Linked DNA regions of Anas platyrhynchos: region 2 is linked to region 1. The links are chromatin contacts, called in public Hi-C maps. All regions are on one chromosome and are shown on one strand. The core of a region is the stretch at or near the end of the contact, and the rest is flanking DNA. Distances in the headings are between cores, read along the strand shown. Region 1 has its middle 41 kb from the start of MRPS18A. Region 2 has its middle 27 kb from the start of VEGFA.

What was found. Hi-C and Micro-C count contacts between places; a contact is called where the count stands out from the background.
Region 2: a Hi-C map of F1 follicle shows a contact between it and region 1, with 2.3 times the contacts expected there. The contact joins two enhancer-like sites. A contact is called at or near these places in 2 of 8 Hi-C or Micro-C datasets (F1 follicle and liver).

Annotation. Positions count from the first base shown.
Region 1 is chr3:34,981,026-34,987,061 of IASCAAS_PekinDuck_T2T, forward strand. No RefSeq gene overlaps it. Among named protein-coding and RNA genes, the nearest start is that of MRPS18A, 41 kb to the left of the region's middle. Within about 2 kb of position 2,691, at least 2 of the 8 cell types and tissues checked have an H3K27ac peak or open chromatin away from gene starts, as enhancers often do. A contact at or near this core is called in F1 follicle, where this site is marked.
Region 2 is chr3:35,018,030-35,024,065 of IASCAAS_PekinDuck_T2T, forward strand. No RefSeq gene overlaps it. Among named protein-coding and RNA genes, the nearest start is that of VEGFA, 27 kb to the right of the region's middle. Within about 2 kb of position 3,277, at least 2 of the 8 cell types and tissues checked have an H3K27ac peak or open chromatin away from gene starts, as enhancers often do. A contact at or near this core is called in F1 follicle, where this site is marked.

The DNA of each region.
Region 1 (6,036 bases), core at 1,441-3,940:
TTTTTACACATGGTGCCACTCCCAGCATTGTTTTATATGAACCGGGACACAAATAACTGTGTTTTTGCTTCAGGCTTAAGCACAGGTATGAGGACATCACCGTCCACTGCAAAACAACACTCTCTGGGGCTAGGACGGAAAACTGTTTCCATGTATGCAGCAGCACTGCAGAGCAGCTTGGGATAAGCAAGGAGAAGAAGTTTGCCACCCATCAAAGCTACTTCAAAGGAAGAGATAGGCAGACCACGGCATGCCACTGTCCTCAACAGGAAACCTGGGCAGCATTTCCACCCACCAAGCAGAGGGGCTTCACTATCTACCTTGTTTTCCCATCCCTAGCTTCTACAAAACGGTGCCGGCCAGCCTGGACTTTGGCCAAAGCAACATCCTGGTTCCACGGCAAGTGCTGTGGGATCTGGCCACATGTGACGAGGACCCCAGCTCCGCGTTGCGTTGGGAAGGGACGGCTATTGTGACCCCTGCTGTGCCCTGGGAAAGTCTCTTGGCCGCAGCTCACAGGAAGGAGAAGGTTTTGCTTTCTCCAGATCCAGGATTTCCTCCTAGGCCCTCCTCACATGCTGCACCAGATCTTACCCCACTCTTGCAGGCTGGGACCACAAAACAATATGGAAACAGCACCCAGCCTTCCTGTGCTGGTTCTGGGGCTGGTCCCAGCTACCTGGTGCAGAGAGGAGCCCCTGCCTCTGACTCAGTGCTGCCCACAGGACCGGGCAGCCTGGGCACGGGCTGAGCAGGGCAGAGCAGGCTCCCCAGCGTGGGAAATTTCTAAAGAAGCAGCCTTCTGTAAACCACATTTTCATTTAACCAGTCTAAATATATTTCAGTTTCAAAACACACGCTTAAAAATAACTTACAGAAATATTTATACGGACACTGAAAGGAACTTTCCAGCTTTGGGGATTCAGCCTACAGCCCACTGCAGAGCCCACAACTCGCTTCCTGTTCAGTCACTCCTAACCTGTTGTTGAGCCTCTTGTTTTGAGAGCGTTGGAGTCTCTTTTTCGTTCAGTTATCTTGCTTCACTCCACCCTGCCTCACAGACTCAGAGAGCTTTGCTTCAGCAAGGTCAAGGCTGATACCGCAGGGCAGCTTTTCTCACATCTGCAATCATTGTAACTCTCTCAATGGTGCGAGTTTTCTTTCAGACCAAATGGGAAAACATTGCCTCGCCTGGCAGAACTCAGCAGCCCCACAAATGAGACATGGTGCATATTTGGGAACTCCCCCTCTCATTTTTTTTTTTTTTTTTTTTGCCCCCTCTACCATTTAACCATCATTTGTTCCTTGCTATCACTAATATCTGCTGGGGCACTGTCAGCTATCGGAGGGACAGGACGTGAACCAACCACATCTCCCCGTCTATGCAGACAATCCCCTTTGCTAAAGAAAGGCTGGGCTCTAGCTAAGGCATCACAGTAAGAGCACGTCAACTAGTCAATATGCTACGTCATATGGGAGAGAAGCAGTCTGACGGGTCAGGACAAAGGTTGGCTGATAAGGACGTGTTGTGTCATGTGCCCGTGTGTCTCAGCTTTTCTAAAGACATCCCTGTAACCCAGGAATGTTTTCTAGGAGGCTGGAAATGTCTCAGTTTTTCATGTCACCAGATTTTATTCTTAAATCACGACACAGTGTTTGTTCAGTACATATTGCAGCACTGGTGAGAATCTGTCCCATGTTTAGCAGGAACAAACAGCCCAGAAGAAGGTGTGCTCACTGGGATGAAGGGTATTTGGATTACAAGAGAGGTCAAACGAGTGCAAACCCCATTGAAGCTGTACGAGCCACTCAGTCTGTTTTAGTGCTGCAGGAAGGACTGTGCTGGAAAGATGAAACTGCTGGAGAAGTTCTGCTGCGAGAAGCATTTGTGCTGCTGTAGGGGCAGTAGCTCATGTAGGAAAAACACAAACACTCGATCAAAACTAGCTCTGTGATGTCTTTCATGGGAACAGTTTGTGACAATCTAATACGTCACCACCGAGGAGTCTCTGGTTTTGATTTTCAAAGTAAGGTTCAGAACCCTACTGGCTTGCTAATGATTTTGCCTCTCTCTCTTCCCCCCATATTTCTCTTTATATGCAGGGGTTGGAGAGGCGTATGTGGGCGAGTGTGTTTTAGTGTTTTTCATCAAATATAACCTAAAACTTCATACAAAGCTGTGGCAACAGACTCTAGGTCACCAATTAAATGCAGCTAGCTCTAAAATGTCACACAACATCTACTTAAAACAGTCCAAACTCCAGGCTTGGATTAAGATCCGTGCATTCCTAAAAACACAGGATTAAACTGAAAGCTCGGATTTCCTTTAAAAAAGAAAGCTTCCTGCTCTCCGACTCCAGAGAAAAGATCAAAACCCTTAGCTAAACAGAAGTGATGCAACAGCTTCTTCTGGGGGCCTGAGTCTTGGAGGGCATGCCTGTAGGGTAGTGGGGCTGAAGGCCTTGGGTGCCCCAACTTGGCCCAAAAAAGCACCACTGGAGATGAGTGATTTGGAGGGCTGTGTTACATTTTTAATGGGAATGAGGGCAAAGCCTGTGCTGGGGACAGAGGTCCCCAGGGCATGGGAGCTCCCAAAGGCCCTGCAGCAAGGGGACCAGCTCCCACCACGCTCTGGAGAGCCCAGGCCAACCAGCACACCAATTTCAGACCAAGCCAGTAGAGGTCACAGTAGGTCCAACAAATTCCCCATGCCCTCCTCCCAGCCCAGCCTGCCCTCACATCTCAAACAGTTCAGCTCTGACTGACTGGAATTAAATCCTCTTCCTACTCGATGGCCTCAGCAAGCCCAATGAAGCCAGCCTGTGCCCGGCGTGTGCTATTTCAGAGGGGGAAATCAGATGATGGCGAGCTGGGCCGTGGCCTGGTGGTGCCTACCTTCCCCACCGTGTGCTCCCACTGCAGTCAGTGTGTACCTAGGAGGTGAAATCTGTCATGCGGGTGTGGATGTGTTTTCTTCCTGTTGTTCCACAGAGGGAAAGCACCAGACCTGCCAGCTCGTCGGGCTCCCTTATCTTCCCAGACCTCTCACCTTCACCCAACCCGCTCCCAGTTCATGCCCAGCCTGGAGGACATTCCCACCGCCCAAAGGTGGTTGGGTCTGCAGGGGATGGGGCTTCGTGCCTGTCTGTGCTGCGTCATCCACAGGCCAGCAAGTGCTCTAGGACAATCCCCTGAGCATCTTCATGCCATGATTGAGGTGGTTCCTGACGTTCTGGGCTCTCTCGGGGTCTTCCACAAGAGTTGGGACATTTCCCCATGGAGGGACAGGTACTACAAAGGTAGGCTTAGTCTCAGACAGTCCATGCCCCTGCTCAGCTATAGCCCCATGAGGAAACTCATGGCATACACGTGACAAAATTTGTAGCTCTTTGTACAGAGATACTGTGGATTACCTTCATCCATCTCAAACAATAGTATCTCAGGCAGGGAAGAAACCAAAGGCGAAAGCTGTACCTTAAGTAAATATTGCAGCCACGCAGCTCTACATAAAGAGTGAGGTCTGCACACAACCAGGCCATGGCAGGCTGGGGTCTGCTATGGGTGACAGGATGTCCTGCTGGGGTGTCTTCCTTGACGGGACTTCCTTGGCACGATGCCTTGATGGCTTTGGAGCCCACCACGGCTACGACACATGGCATTGCCACCACCAGCAGGACCCGAGTGCCCAAAAGCATGAGAGATGGCTGTGTGTGGCCTGGCGAGCTGGTTTCTGAAGGCCTCTGCCACTGGAGGGGGACAGAGCACCTCGCAGCGCAGGTAGGTCCCCCCCCCCCGCACCCTTCCCAGAGGAGACCCTCCCATGCCGCAGGGCTTCCACCCAGCTCAGCCTGGTGGATGGGCCACTGCTTGCACTGCCGCACCCTGGAGTGGGTCATCGCGGGATTGCGCTGCTAGCAGAGGAGGGGAGCCATTTGGCAAGAAGGGAGCATTTCACACAATAGCAATGAGTCCACCGGCGGCTCAACACCGCCAAGCCTGCCACCACGGGTGTCGCAGCACGTCCTGGGAGAGGAGATGCACAGGAGCCCCGTGGGGGCCCGGAGCTCTCTGGAGATGGGCCTGTGTGTTCAGGTGCTGCCTCTAAACCCATTCATGTTTCAGGTCTGCTCCTGATGTTCTCTCATTTCCAGCTGTTTTGGATGGGCCATTCCCATCTCCATCTTTTCCATCAGCCTAGGGCTTGGGCTGCTGAAGCTGGTGCAGTGCCCTGGCCCATGCCTGGTGGTTTCTGCAGACCATGGGGACACAAATACAGCAGGGATGGAGGCAGAGGGGCTGCACCAGCCAGGCTCAGTGCCATTGCAGGCTGCCCAGCACCACCTGCACAGGGTACCCTATAGGGACACCAACAGTGGGATGGCCACACGGCTCTGAAATGGCACATTTTTGATGACTTACTGTGTCAGGATGGTGCTGGCTCCCGCAACGCTATGGGATGTGTGGCAGGGAGCTCACCGAGGAGAGATGCTCCCTGCTCTGGGTGGCCAGGTGAGCAGCTCGTGCCTTGTGCTCTCGTGGAGCCCTGGTGCCACTGTTGTGTTATAACGACGGCTGGTGATGACGGCAACAGGGAGCTGGGTGGCAGCTCTGCCCCCACATTTTGGGAGGTTGTTGTGAGCTGGAAGAGGTGACTTCCACAGCAGGGTACCCCGAGGAGCAGGCACCTTTCTCCTGACCAGCTTGCTCTGGCCGACAAGACCTGATCGATGAATGAAGCCCTGGCACGCTGCCAGGCACAGGCGGCATTGTGCAATGGTGCGTGATGCAACTGAACTTTACATAACCTGACGCAACACCTATGGCTGGAGTTTAAAGCAGCAGGTCCTGGGTGGCTGCTGTATGGTGTCCATACCTCCTCCTGCATGTACACATGTGAGGTCAGCCGGTGGGAGTGGACAGCAGCACTGCTCCCGGCAACTCAGGCTTTGCGCTTGGGTTTGAAATCACTGCAAACAAACAAACAGCTGTGGCTCGTGAGGGGTGAGTAGACCACAAGCAGAGGCAAGAGCCAGGCACATTGCAAACAGCAGCTATGGAAATGCCCTCCCTGCAGCTCAGCCCATGTTCTTCATTCCCACCTGCAGCTAATCCTGTCCAAAGCCTCTTTCCTCACTCATGTCCTTCAGGTCCTGAAGCCTGCTGGAGCTGGGGTACCTCAGTCTCCATTTGCAGCCCCTCGCCCCCAGATGCTCCTTGCTTGGCTTCTTCCACCAGGCTAAATCACGATTTTGTGCTCAGTGCTGTGTTAGGCAGCCTCGAGGCTCTGCAGATCTGCCGCTTAACCTGGTGCCTTGGGGAAAGTGGCAGTAACCCTTTCCTGGGGCAAGACACCGATGTTCTTTAATATAGAATGAGGTAAGGCATCACCCGAAATCTGCCCATGGCCTGACATCTGCTGCTGTCTGTCCTGAACCTCAGGCCAAAGCAATTCCTCATCTTTTCTCTGACATTTATCATATTTAAGCTAAAAGAAAACAGAGGGCGGTCGCTGGCCTTCTGTTTTCTGTACAAGCAGTGAGAGTTTGCAGCTGTTGGGAGGTCTGGCGCGTGTGTGGTGCCCGAGCAAGGCAGAGGGAGCAGGGGCACGCCGGGGAGGGATGATGAGCCCCAGAAACAAGCTGCTCATGACAGCCGTGGTGTGGTGGTCCCGCCATGTCCCTCACTGCTGTAGCATCTCACCAGTCCAGGCTGCAACACTGCCTCCAGAAGCAACGTACTTGGGTTTTGGGAAGCCCTCCTGGGACGTGGCAAGAGAAAGCAGTGGAGCCCCGAGGGAGCCAGGTTGTCTTTCTGTGCGAGGATCAGCCTGGCATGACCCCAAGTATCACCTGCCTTTCCCATCCCCCTGCCGGGGGAGCTAATCCTGGGCACTGCTGTCGCTGCCAAGTTTGCATGGAAAATGCCACCAGCCAGAGCCAAGCGGCAACCACTGAAACCGAACTGGGAGGGGACGGCGATACAAGCTGGTATCCCCTTCCTGGCGTGACTCCTACCTGTGAGTCACCGTGGCCTCAG
Region 2 (6,036 bases), core at 2,027-4,526, 38 kb after region 1:
CTGTCCCTCCCGTTGATGCGGCAATGCTGTCAAGAGTCTTAAGACGATGTGCTGTTCTGCTGGCAGCAAATTCAGCAGGGATAAGCCACCCTGGCAAAGGCAGACTTTTTGCCAGGGGAAGCTGTGTCTCCACGGGGAAGGTTTGCTACAGCATTTTCCATGTGAAAAAGGCCTTGTTGGAAAGAAGAGCGAGGTGCCCTAAGCAGTGGCAGATGGAGAAGTTTGTGATTGAGCTGAATCGAAGTGGTGGAAGAAGACTGGCTGGTGGCCCCCTATCCCCACAGGTCTTGTCCCCTCTGTGGTCTAGTTCATGAAGTAGCTGCTACCAAGCCGAGCCCGGTGTGCCTTGCTAGATTTGGCCCAGGTCTCGTGCACTGCATTAGCTGCCAGGGCGGTTGTGCTGCTTGAAGACACGCACCCATCCATGAGCCGGCAGGCTTGTCCTCGCCGGCGTGTCAGTGTGAGAGTAGGTACATGCGTACAGTAATTGAAGAGATCAAGACTGAGTGCACCCAACAGACCGACAAAGCCAATTACCCCGCAGGAATTTCTGCTCCTCAGGCTCGGATGGTGATTACAAAACCTTTGCCATTAAAAATTAGCCAAGGGAGAGACTTGTTGCTGGAGTCCAGTAGGAATTTCCCATGCCCATCTGATACAAAGAGCGACCACAAAACGTGCAGATGCCAAACCATGAACACCACCTTTTCACCGGCCTGGCCTTCCCCTGTGCTTAAGGAGGTGGGTAACATGACACATGGGTGCACGTATATCCACAGACACAGAGCATGTGTCCACATATATTGGCACACAGAGCAAGCAAACCATAAAGCTGCAGTAATAGGAGGTTGTGAAACCCGCAGTGATTGCGCTGACAGCTCCCATTTCTGGCTGCGTGCTCTGGGCCCAGCTGTGGGGTCTCGGGGTGAAGGCGGAGGAGGGATGAGCGCCAGGGGGAGGGGGTCTGGCTGCTGACATCCCCCGTCCTGGAGACTGGAAAGGAAAGCCATGACCTGCCTGCACCCTGTGCAGGTGGCCCCAGGACCGCTGGGTGCGTGGGGTGGAGGGAACGAGAGTGGGGAGGCTACAACTGGACCAGAACTACAAGCCTGGCTGCCCTGCTTCTCTGTTCCAGTCACGCTGTCTCTCTGGCCTCCCTGCTTGGTTAGGGTGTTCACTGCAGAGTTAATAAGATTATAACTCCAGTGTTGCTGGTAACTTGTGTTTCATCCACACCCACATCCCTATAAATCAGAGATGCTTTTTGACTCGAGCTGGCTGGCCAGCCAAGGAGATGGGCTAGAGTACAACCCCAAGGCCGCTGACATAACTGCTCTGCAATGTGGGTGCAGGCTAGCCCCTCACCCGTGCTCCTAGTCCTCAAGGGGCTTCCTACAATCCGCCCCCTTGCCCTGGGTCAGACAGACATCTCCCCTCCCACTTCTCTGGGAAAGGGCTTAGAGAGCTGTGCAGTTTTCCTGCACGGCACTCGGGGCTGTGGGATAAGGCCCCAGAAGAATGGAGGGGAGCCAGCAAGGCACTACTCCTCTCTTGCAAAGTCGGGTAGCTTGAGGGGGGAGACTGAAGTGTAGACTGCACAGGATCATCTGACCATGTGGATGAACCCTTGCTGGCGTAAACCGTGCTCATCATAAAAGTTGGCTCCTGCAGTAGATCTAGGGATAATCTGTCTGTCCTCTCACCCTACGCTGTCAGTCCTGCTATTTTTCACTTCTTCCTGTACAGTTTGGTAGTAGAAACAGTAAACCTTTTTATAATAGTCTGTTTTCTGGGTGGTGGTGGTGTGGAATTCATTCCTCTGCAGAGAAAGTTGCACTAGGCTGGAATCCACTGGAATCTCACTTAGGCCCAAACCATTCCCGATGTATTCAAAGAGAGCTAAAAAAGCAAATTACCTGGTGTTATCCCTCTGTACTACATGAGTATCAGGCTCGTATATACCCCTTTCCCCCATATACTGCCTGACTTCAGTTTTGGTAGAACAATGCCACTGGAAACCTCTTAGCAATAGCTCAGCTCTGTGAGAGCTTCCTGTGTATCCAGCACTCCTGGCACCCTTGCAGACACACATCATTCTCACCACTGTGCCATGCTGCTGTTTCTGTTTCCTGACCAGGGAATAAGGTGGGAGAAGGGATGTGATCGAGTCACTTGGTCTTGATTCTCCTGTCTGGGAGAATTAGTGAGCACGATGAAATTTTTAGAAAGCTTCACGCCTCTTCTCTAGCAGACCTTTTAAGCCTCATTAAAAGTCATTCCCCCAAAATGAATTTGCTGGTACAGCTCTGGCCCTGGCCATGCAAGGAGCAATTTGTGAGTCAGCTTTGGAGACCACACTGAGCCCCTGTCATTTAACAAGGCCTGGAGGCAGAATCAGGGCTAGTGTTTGTAACCCCCCCTGCACCTTGACAGCAATATATGTGATCTGAAATAACTTCTTGTAGTTGTATTCCTGTTATAGCCCAGTGGAGAGACCCAACGTTGCTCTCCTGGTGCATAGCCTGTGTGAAGTATACAGCACCTTTAGCAGAGAGGAACTTCAGGCTCCAATTTAGGAAGAAATAATCCAGCTACTTTGTTTCCTAAACTCCCTTTGCTTTTTCCTGTGCTCCACATCTATTCCTTGCAGCCTTTCTGTCCTCCGATTCCCTTAAGGAATTTGTGGTGGTTTGTTAAACTTGTTTCTGTGTGCCAATGAAGAGCCTCCATACATCACTTTGTGTTCCACTTGGTCCTCGGCAAATTCACTCTTCAGTTCACCAGCACCGCATGATGCAACTCTCAGTGCCTCCATTTGCCACTGTTAAAATATGCCACTGAACAGTCTGGAAGCAGGAGGTGCTGACCGAATTTAGCAAAATTAATTCATCATACCAGTGTTAAACAATGCTTTATAGTGCCCTGACACTTGGAGAAACCTGGAACTGCTTATTTGATGAAATCTCTCTCTGATTCTGGCTTGACTTAGGGAAAGCCTGTAAAGCTCTGGCACAGAAAGGCACCATCAAGCCTTGGTCTGTTCCTGCCCTTTTTCCCACCCTAATTCCAGCCTGGGTGTTGGAGGCTGTGGTCCCACGTGCAACCACACTGGAAACACTATGTCCTCTGAGCATAACCTTGTGAAGCCGCCTGCTGCTGACCATTACTCCCTTTCTTGATGTAGTGAAAGGATGCAGAGATGAAACCACCCTTACTCAGCCTTGTGATCTCAGTTCAGTGAGTATTCAGGATGAAGCCTCACTGGTGCTGCATAGGATTGCACAATCCCAGCTTCAGGAGCTGCCATCTGGGTGTGCGTACGCTCTCTGTGCTGGAAGACGCACAGAGAGTTCCTTGTAATAGCCTTTGTTTCAAGGCTCTGGGGAACATCTTAAAAGCCTGTCCCTCTCCTATGTCAGCTGTAACTTCCTTTGCACGTCACTGGAACACACACAGTGAGTGGGAGAGGTAATGATGGTGAAAAGAGAAAGTACTCACGATATAAACACACTTTCACCTTGTACAGATAACCAGGAGAGCCCAACAAATGGCTCTGCCAGGAAGGGAATCTCCTTCCAGCCTGGCGTGTCTGCTAGGGGAAAGTCACACATGTGGCCTGCACAGACACTGAATTTTCTGTAGGGCAATGTGATGCTGCTAGGAGTGCTGCCTCTGGTGCTGCACTTGTTTACTGCGACGTGGTGTGGCTCTGGGAATTGCAGCACAGAAATGTCCAAAAGGTTTTATACTTGGCACACATCCCACAAAGCTGTGGCTTGGAAAACTCTGGCTGGCCTATCTTTTCTTCCAAATACTCAAGCAAAATGCTTGGAAATGTCATTCTGCAAAGTTTTGATTTCTTACTTTTCCGATTAATTTTGAGAGAAAACAAAGGTCCTGGAATTTCCCACAAAGCGGAATTTCTGTTTTTCAACCAGCTTGACTCAGCAAAATTTTTTCCCACAGGACTTTGGCCATAAGCATTCCTACCCGCTAGGCAGTTTGTATGAATCTCTGGAGATGGTGAAAGCAAGAGAAAGTATCTCATAAGTCATCATGATGTTGCTGTTTTGGAGCCATGTGTACAGAAGATCATCTCACCTTTCTCTCCATCTCCCCATGCAAGTTTCCTGAGAACAGCCTGTGCAGATGGGTATCAGAGCAAGGGTCTGCAGAGGGTCTCAAGGGCCAGAGTTGACTGAGCAGTGCTCTGTGAATTGTTCCTTGCACACAGCTTCCCCTTTTGTCTCTCTTTATGAATGAGCTCAGTTTTTACAACAGAGTTTCTTGGTTGCGGTTACACAGAGGGCTCAGCCTTTTTTTATTATCAGTGGATAACTGTCTTTCAGAAATAATGTTTTTTGTGGGAATCATTTGTGCTCCTCAATTCATCAGTGGGGAAGGATGGTGTGGAAAGAGTGGGGACGAGAGGCGGGGAAGTGCTCCAGTGACTGTGCACCAGACATGGTTTGAGAGGCCTCATCCTGAGCTTGGTATTGAGACCCAGAAGAACAGATGGACGTGGTCTGGTCTGTCCTCACCTGGATGGGATGTAAGAGTGATGGAGATTTTACCATACTTCTGTCTTTGTGTGGCTCCCTCTCTCAAAGTCGTTTCAGAAAATAAAAACAAAATGAACAAGCAAACAACAACTACAACAAAACCAAGACAATTAATACCTGGGCTTCTTCTTTGCTGAAAAACAAAAATATTGTGGATTCTCCTGGCACTGCTCACAGAGATTTGCTGAAACCAAGTGTTGCTCTGGAACTGCTGAAGTCTGTGGCCTAGTGGCAGCTGGAGGTCAGACTAGATGTTCTGGCTGGCCCTCTATGGCCTCAAGAGGCTGTGAACCTCAGATAAAACAATGTTACCCTGAGTCAAGTTCAAAGTCTATGGATTGAGAATTCAAGCCTGAGCCTAGCTCAGTGGAAAGGAACAAATTCGTGGTATTTGATGACAGTGCAAGATGTTACTAGGAAGTTTCCCTGCGTACGCTTAGCAAAAGCCAAACAACTGACTGTGTTCATGGCCAAAACATTTATTTTCTTTATGGAGTGAAAACAGAACCTGAAGTGCAATAAATAGCTTCTGAATGTGCCTTCATCTCTGGGCCAGTGCAGGAGGTCTGACACTTTTAAAAGCCTGCTGGAAACTTGGGCTCTGATTGCTGCTGTCAGAATAGCTGCTGCCTCTTCTGTGGTTTCATCAGGGATGTATCCCCTGAATTTGTGCCTGGGCCTGAGCCTGCACTTGCAACCAATCTTGTCTGGTGTCCACCTGGTTTTCCTCATGCCCGTGATGTGGTTTCATCGACTCCGGGGTGTTCTGCATATGGCCACGCATGTGCTGGCCTGCAACTGCTCTGCAGCTGCGGGTGGGGATGGCTGAGTGGAGCAGGGCGCAGGGAGTTTGCCAGGGTTCAGATCTCTTCCTGGCCGGGCTTCCCTCAAGTGGTGTGAATGCAAACAAAATTCATCCAGGTGGCTACAAGCAGGAACACAGTCCTTTAGGCAAACATATGTGAGAAACAGTAAATTTTCAGTGGTTGCTTGTATAGTACGGTCTGTGTGATAGCAGAGGGCTAATCGTGGCTACCACACTTTTTTGTTTTATTTATTTTTTTGATAAACAACATGGTCAATAATTATCTGGAGCTTCCCAGATGTTTGGTAATTTTTTTTATTTTATTTTTTTTTGCTTTGGAAGTTAGTACACTTTCACATTTCTAACGCTGAAAGATTGCAGAGCCTGAAAATGGCAAAGTGTGTTATGATTTTTTTTTCCCCATAGGCACTTTAGTTTTCCTGTATAGACAATGAATTGTTTAGTTCTGTTCTTGCTTGCAAGATGACAGAAAACATTGTGGCTTTTTCAGAAGTGGCTTCTGCAGGATGACGTCTCTTGTTTTCCTTCAAACTCTAAGGCAATACTGAAATGACAGCAACAGCTATGCTGAAGGGCGCAGGTAACTTCAAGACTGCTTTGCTGAACTGTTCAGAACTGCTCAGGGATGCAAAGGATTCACCTTGTTTG